Regions from separate parts of the Macaca mulatta genome. Here region 1 is linked to region 2. The links are chromatin contacts, called in public Hi-C maps. All regions are on one chromosome and are shown on one strand. The core of a region is the stretch at or near the end of the contact, and the rest is flanking DNA. Distances in the headings are between cores, read along the strand shown.

Evidence for each region. A called contact is a pair of places that touch in the nucleus more often than the background predicts.
Region 1: a Hi-C map of liver shows a contact between it and region 2, with 2.2 times the contacts expected there. The contact joins the promoter of RAB4A here to the promoter of NUP133 in region 2. A contact is called at or near these places in 4 of 14 Hi-C or Micro-C datasets (CD4 T cells, cortical neurons, fetal cortex germinal zone and 1 more).

The regions. Positions count from the first base shown.
Region 1 is chr1:19,776,074-19,779,771 of T2T-MMU8v2.0, reverse strand. It overlaps RAB4A (RAB4A, member RAS oncogene family), which reads left to right and starts at 2,220. Exons shown (of 8, transcript NM_001257551.1): 1 at 2,220-2,446. The coding sequence starts at 2,416. It overlaps LOC114678945 (a long non-coding RNA gene), which reads right to left and starts at 2,230. Exons shown (of 3, transcript XR_013416086.1): 1 at 2,052-2,230; 2 at 1-701.
Region 2 is chr1:19,536,610-19,540,588 of T2T-MMU8v2.0, reverse strand. NUP133 (nucleoporin 133) reads right to left here and starts at 2,209. Exons shown (of 26, transcript XM_015125805.3): 1 at 1,918-2,209; 2 at 1-40. The coding sequence starts at 2,099.

The DNA.
Region 1 (3,698 bases), core at 971-3,470, 240 kb before region 2:
CTCAAAAAAATCCTTCTCCATAATTACATTTCCCTTAGACAAATCTCCAACATGTCTAGGCTTTTGTATATCTGTTTTTACTCTGTCACAAACCTCCCCCAAAGAGAAAGGAGATGATAACTGGAGAAAACACAAATTAATTTTGCAATAATTTTTTCTTCCATATAATCAGCAGTGCCTCAGAATCAAAGCAGTCTCTAAAAACATTTTGAAGAAATTTGTTTTCTTTCAAAGACCCAAAGTTAGTAAGATGCAAAGAACCTTCCATAGTATCATTCTAGGATACTGAACTGAACAGCTCCTTCAAACCTCACCCTTGCATATTTCTTCTTCCAATTGTGATACTGCAGTTACATTTGCAAACTAAATGGTCTCTTTAGGTGGTTTTTCCAAAACAGTCTTTCCCAAAGGCCTACCTAAGTCTTCATTTTCCACAAAGTAGAAAACTGCCCACAGCTTTGAAGTGGCAGCACTTCAAAACACCTTGTCCAGGTTTCAGGGATCTCTGGTCCAGTTTCAGTCAATAACACTATCACTGCAGCTCACTGACTTCTTTCTTGTACATAGTGGTTTTTCGCAGGAAGAAAACATCTAACGAATAGGAAAGATTTCAGGTGATGCTGTTTTCTTCCCACTTCCTGGGATCACTGTCTTTCCTCTGAAATGGTTTTAATCAGAACCAATCTACTATACTCAGGAGCCTAAATCAAACACAACATGCAGAGAACCAAACAAGAAAGCAAAAAATGATCTGAGCCATTGAACAAGAAATATATACAAAACAATTTTAGGAAATTGCAGCTCTCACAACCTTTCACCATGGGGCCTTCTCTGTGGTTTAGAAAAAAAACTGCATTTATTTGTTATTAGGATGGGAAAGAAGAGAAAAATACCGACCCAAATAGCCCCTGGGGAAGAGGGAAGCTCTGATGCCAATGTGGAGGATGGAGCCAAATTGACTCAGGAAAAAAAAAAAAAAAAACTTTGTACTGGCATTTTCCACACAGTCCAGGTCACTTGGGAGCTTAGCCAGGGATATTTTGAGCATTCGACAACCTATTGTGAACAAGGTTGGGAACTATGAGGCGCTATGTGGCCCTGATCAAGCTCAGATGGGCCAAATCCTCAACCAAAATTCTCTTTCCCATAAATGTTTATCTCTACATTTCCCACAGAAGGGGATTCTAACTCAGTTTTGCTTCTGAAACCAAACTATCCAAGGCCAGGTGAGATGATTCACGCCTGTAATCCCAGCAACTTGGGAGGCCAAGGAGGGAGGATGCTTGAACTCAGGAGTTCAAGACCAGCCTGGGCAACATAACGAGACCCCATCTGTACAAAAAATTTAAAAATTGGCGTGGTGTGGTGCTGTGTGCCCCTAGCCTCAGCTACTCAGGAGGCTGAGGTGGGAGAATCGACAGGGCTGCGCTGACAAGAGCCAGACCCTGTTAAAAAATAAAAACAAAAAAACTCCTAAATTTGGAAACACATCCCCAGCTGGGGGCCAGGAGATAGTTCTCAGCCGTAATCCAGAACCCTCTAAAATGGGATGTGGAGAGGCTGCTGTCTGTAGTCTTGCGATGACCCTTCAGCATCTGGGCATCTTGAGCTTCTGTCATTCTGCCCACACCTGCTCAGCTCCATTCAAGAGGGCCGGGCAGTTTGGAGTGAAAGCTTAGCTTCCCAACGGGTAAATGAACCCGCCTCCCATTCACAGGGCGGCCTCTGGCTGGACACCTGGGGCCTACTGCCCCCTTGTTACACATTAACCAAGTTCTGGCCTCGATCGTAACTGCGTCAGGGAAGTTTCTTCCTGGCTGACAGCCTCAGATGATGACCGAAGACAATGTCTTTAACTGAGACGGGCCAGTGTGGCAAATGGACTGCTTTCCTCCCCAGTGCAGGCACCTTCCTCCTCTGTTCGGTAACTGGACCCCACTGTCCCCAGCCCTCTGTCACCCCCAAACCTGCCCACCGCCTGCCTCTACCCGGCCTTCCCTGAGGGAAATCGGGACTCAGCCCGCAACGCCCCCACCCGCCGCTCGCCCAGCCTCGGCGCACACAGCCAGGGGACCCAGCCCGCGCACGTGCTTCCGGCGCGCGCCGAAGTCCCCATGCGCCCCGCCCCCGCCTCCCCGTGCGCACGCGCGAACGCGGCGTGGGCCGGGCCTCGGGTAGCCCATCTCCTCTTCCTCCTCGCGGTCGCGGCCGGACGGAGGGTGGAGGTCCCTGCGCCTGCGCGGAGCTGGAGTCCGGCTGGGCCGCAGCCGCTGGGAGGCCGGCGGTTGCCGTGGGGACCGGTCGGGCCCCTCCCTCCTCCGGTCTCCCGCCCCAGGTTCTTCCCCAGCGAGACGCGCCAGCGGACCGCGGGCGAGTGCAGCCGGTGACCCGGCGAGAGGCGGCGCCGCTCCCAAGATGTCGCAGACGGCCATGTCCGAAACCTACGGTACGAGGCCCGGGCTGGCTGGGCGCGCGGATTGGGCCGCGGGGGGCGTCGCCGGCGCGGGGCCGGGCTTGGGCTGCGGGGGTCTTGAGGGTGGCGGTGGCGCCGGCCGGAGCCGTGGGACGGGTCTCGGAAGTGTCTGGGCCTAGGACCGAGATGGGGGACGCGGGCCGCAGAGAGCTCGGGTGGGGTAGCGGGTGCGCCGGGCGCGGGCGGGGCTGTGCACAGCGCATTGGAGTGATCCGCCTTTTCAAGTTTCCTCTTGCTCTTTCTCTGCGCCTGCACTGTTAGCGCTTTTCCCCTCTCAGTCTAATGTAAATAACTGAAGGTTTGGAAAGCCAGCTTGATGTTCCGTTTCAGCTGCTATATTATCCCCAGCGAGCCGTGTGAAGGGCTTAGGGCGACGCCTGTGTTCCTCAAATACTTAAGTTTGACCTTTCCTGGTTTGGAATTCCTTGCTTTACATTGGGATTACGGTGAGGAGTTTCTGATAGACTAATTCATCTCTTCCTCCGGAGACCTCTTCGTTTATTTCTCCCTCCCTCTCAGTGTTTTTTAGTCTTTTCTGAGTTGCATTTTGGCTATTTATAAACATGCCTTGTATCCTTAAGACAGTAAGCACCTTGGAAGCAAAGCCTTGGCTGTTTAATCTTTGTTTCCCCTGCAGCACCCAGACCTGGAGGTGCTCGACAAATACTGTTTTGAATAAGCGAAAGCTTTCCCAGTGCATATACTGTGTGGTGTTTTTTTTTTTTTTTTTTTCCTCCCCTTTTTTGGCCTTGCGTGGTAAGAATAAACAACTTGTACTTTCTTTCAGAGTTGAATATTAATAGATGTTTACCAGTCCCTAATCAGTCTTTCAGATGTGTGTATTCTCAGATTAAGACTTTGATTTGGAGTTTTACAGTCCCAGAGAGAGGCTCAAGTTCAAAATTACATACCTCAAGCCAAATTAGTCCTGTCTCCATCTGTCCTGGCGTGCTGCCTCCTTCTCGGCAACAAATACTGTGGAATGGCATCAGGGAAGCGGGCACCGTGCTGGGAGGGCTGTAAGTCCTGCAGAAAGACAGCAGACACGGCTCTAGTCTCATGGAGCGTACCGTCTATTGAGGGAATGCAGTATTCATCCAATTGTGATACTAATGAGTGAATAATTAAAAACCAGCCAAGAGTTCTTAAGGAGTGTGGTCCGTGAAAGTGTGTTAGAAAGAAAGGTGACCCAGACAGGGGGTGTCGGGGAGGCATTAGCCAGGCA
Region 2 (3,979 bases), core at 960-3,459:
AGTTATGGAGTGGTGTGGGAACATTCGTGTTGGTGTTCCTCTAAAGAAAAAAGTCTAATTACCTTACTTATAACTTAAAATTTTCCATTATCCTAATTATTTATGTATATATTTTCACAATAAGGAGTTCTCTGAAAAAAATTAACACTGGCTCATATTTATCATGTAATTAAATGTAATATTTTTCATGTAAAAAGACAGGATTTAGGAAAACTAGGCTTCAATTCCATATGCTCTAGTAATAAAATGCATGCCTGTATTCACCTAAACTCCTTATAATTCTGCCTCTTTAGCTGTGAAATAAGGCTTAACTAGACCAGTGTTTTTTTCAAACAGTGGGTCGTTTTGCAGATCTCAATCAATATTTTTGAAAGACAGAATATAAAACATCAGCTTTTACCATATGTTGTGGTCAAATATATTTTACAAATATTGGCTTAGATGAGATTTACGTTCTCATTTGGCTTTAGGGTTTTAAGAATCTACCAGATCTGGCTGGGGCAGTGGCTCATGCCTATAATCTCAGCACTTTGGGTGGCTGAAGTGGGAAGACTACTTGAGACCAAGAGTTCAAGACCAGCCTGGGCAACATGGCAAGACCTTGTCTCTACAAAAAAAATTTTACATTAGCCAGGCATTGTGGCACCAGCTTGTAGCCTGGGCGACAGAGAGTGAGACCCTGTCTCTTAAAAAAAAAATCTATCAGATCTGTACAACCAAGCAAGAAATCAAACAGGTTACGAGCATCAGCTGTTACATGGTCTTCAACAGCAGATATCAGAGTAAAAACTATTTCCTGCTCACACTCTTCTTAACATTTAGAATACTGTAAAGCCACCAGAATAAGTTATTCTATGTCTTATGAGAATTAAATGAGGAGATGCACATACAGAATGGCTGAGGGCTTTGTTTCTTGACAGAGGATAACAAAGGTTTTTATTCAAATGATCATCAGAAAGAAGAGATTTAAATAAAACAACATACATAGTAAATAAAGTACGCTTTTATTCTCCAACTTTTCGTTAAAGGAATAGAAAACAATGCCAAGATCTGCACTTTGTACTTTTCAAAATATGCCCAAGAAAAGTCACAAAGATATGGTGCATTCTTTAAAAACCACTTATCCTTTAAAGTACTGCAAAATTTTACAGATAAATTTTAACCATAATTTCAAGACACAATACTCGGTGTTTTCCTGCAGGGAAAAATTCATTTATTATAGATGAATTCAGACAAAACTATGCAGAAACACGTTATCTTCTAAAGTTTTAGGTTAATTGTGAACATGGTGTGTGTTGGGGGGCGGGGGGAAGGGTGTGTGTGATTTTACTGGTGCTCCAAACCAGCAGTTTTAGTAACTAAATTACCACAGTACTCTTATCTCACTTATGTAAAGCCTTTTCCCTATAATTTACCTAGAAAGTTAAATTCCGTAGCTAGAAACCCTTCAATTACCAATCATCAGATATTAATGTCAGTTGGTATATTAGGCATTAAACAATTATATTTCAGGGTTGCAGGTCCTCATTATCACCATCACCTTACATCTGCATCGTGGCAATTCATACTAACTCCTCTGGCTCAGGTGACACATATTATCGCCATTTCACAGATGAAGAAAATCACGAGTGACTTACGCCCGATCACAGCGGTAGTAGGTGGGAAGTGGGTAACCATTGATGCGAATCCGGTTTGTACTTCACTTCTGCACAAAGGTATCCACGAAAAATGCAAAGTGGGGAATCAACTCAAAAAGTGAAGCAGGTATGACCTGCAAGAGTGGAAAACGTCTATTTTCCAATACTCTGGCATTCTCTTCCGCCGCCCCCGGTTCCGAAGGCTTCTGAAGACACCGATCCGGCCCACTGCGGCCCGTGAGCCTGCTGGTTGCCAGACCCAACCAAGGAGATCACTTACCGCGAGCTTAGCGAGCTACGCCGGCCCACCGGTGAGAAGAGCACTGGAGAGCTGACTGCAGACCCCAGGGGCAGACCCTTCCTGCTGGCCGTCCGGGGCGTGGAGCCGGGCCCGAGTCCGGCCAGGGGGCCCCTTCGGGACCCGGGACCCGGGGTCCGCGGAGAAGGGGCGGCTGGGAACATGATTCGAAGGAACAGAGACTTGGACGGCGAGGGATCTGGCCGTCGGGTTTCAGCGCGGCCTGCCCGCGGAGATTAAACACCTAAGGGGAGGGATGGCGCGCGATGATGACGTCAAACGCAGTGGCTCTCGCGAGTTGCGGTAGGAGCGCTGGCGGGGGCGTGATCGTGACGTTAAGGGCGGTGCCCAGCCCGCGGGGGAGGTCGGGAAGGCGGCCCGTGGCCGCAGATCCAGAACCGTTGGAGTGCAGAGCTTCCAGGGACGTGAAGCCGCAAAGCCAGGCCTCCTTCTTGACTGCTCCTAGTTGGAACTGGCCCTCCAGCAACTTGAACGCAGCCTCTTTTCACACTGGTAGTTCCTGAGACTCTTGTGAAATGAAAGATGTTCCTCAGTCCAAGCTGAGGACGGAGAAAAGCCTTTTGTAAAGCTGACACTGGTATCGCACTGTGATATTTGCTGTTTTCTAGGTTTGCCATTTTCCCATTCAACTTTGCACAGTTTCTTCCACGCTAATGACGCCATAAATCCGTGTCTCTAACCTGGATCCAGCTCAAAACCCCCAGACCCCTATCAAATCAGCTCCCTAGGGGACACATTCACCTGTAAGTCTTGCGGACTCCTCACAATCCGCTTATGAAAAGCACATTCATGTTTTCCTTTTAGGACCCCTCTTCTACCACCATCTCTGTCCCAGCTTGGTAAGACTGGCCAGTTGTCCAAGGCAAAGAGAGGAGTTCTATCTGCAGTCATCCCTCACACTTACCTCCACCCTAAGATCCTGGTATACGTTGTAGCTCCTACGTATCTGTATTAGATCACACATTTGCACCGCCTCTGCCCTGGTTCTGGTACTTTTCTTCAACCACTGCGTAGCCTCTTTACTGCCAGCGGGAGGGAGTGGGAGAGACGAGAGACGGGGAGATGGTTCCTTACCTGTGTCTAGTCTGACTCCACTCTATCTTCTCAGTGCCAACCCAATGAATTAAGGCAAACCTAATGCTGCTCTTGGGCCTGTAAATGCTTCAGTGGCTGACCATTGCCAGTAGTTATTTGCTAAGCTCCTTTGCAAGGTCTTATGTGATCTAAGGTTGGCTTTTCTGTCCGTGTTGTACTTCCACCACTTCCCACTTGTACTCCACATTCCAAGAACTTAAAAACCCAAATCCCCCTCCATTGCGCATGTACATGTTTCACCTGGAATGCACTCTGTGCCTTGTTGGTCCGGAAGGCGCCTACCTTACGCATCAAGTCAGTTCTGTGCTGCCTTCTCAGTGAAACCTTCCACAGGATTAGATACCCCTTATCCTTTTTGTCCTCTCTGCTCCTTTGTGTAGACTGTATTTTTATCCTGCATAATAGTTTGTTTTCATAACTGTCTCTCAAGTACCTCCTTGTAAATGTCTTTTAAAAGCAGCAGGAGCAGTGACTTTGTTACCTTTGTGGCACACAGTAACAGACATATAGTAGACTTTCATTCAACACGTGTTGAAATAAGGGGATGGTTAAGTAAACATTGATGTATCCACATGTGGGAGACCACAGTGTGGGTGTCAGTTGTTGACATTCCCCTGGGAAGCCAGTCATCGATCTATGCATGTCAGTGGCATCTGAGCAGTTATCTTGCCAAGGTTCCATAGGCTAGCTGCTTTACTCCTTCTCCAACCTGGGTGTCTAATCCAACTTGGCAGCTTGTTGAGTCTTAGGGCTCTGAGAGCCCAGTGCATTTTCCTCCTGTTTCATCCTTACAAGGAGGGGTGTGAAATAGGCAATAAAGAGTATTAATAGTTGTGTCTGAGAGGATTGGTGGAATCAATTGTATTCTTGTGCCTTGTTGGACTGGTTAGTGGTTTCCCCACCATCCTATTGTAAAAGCTGTTGTTTG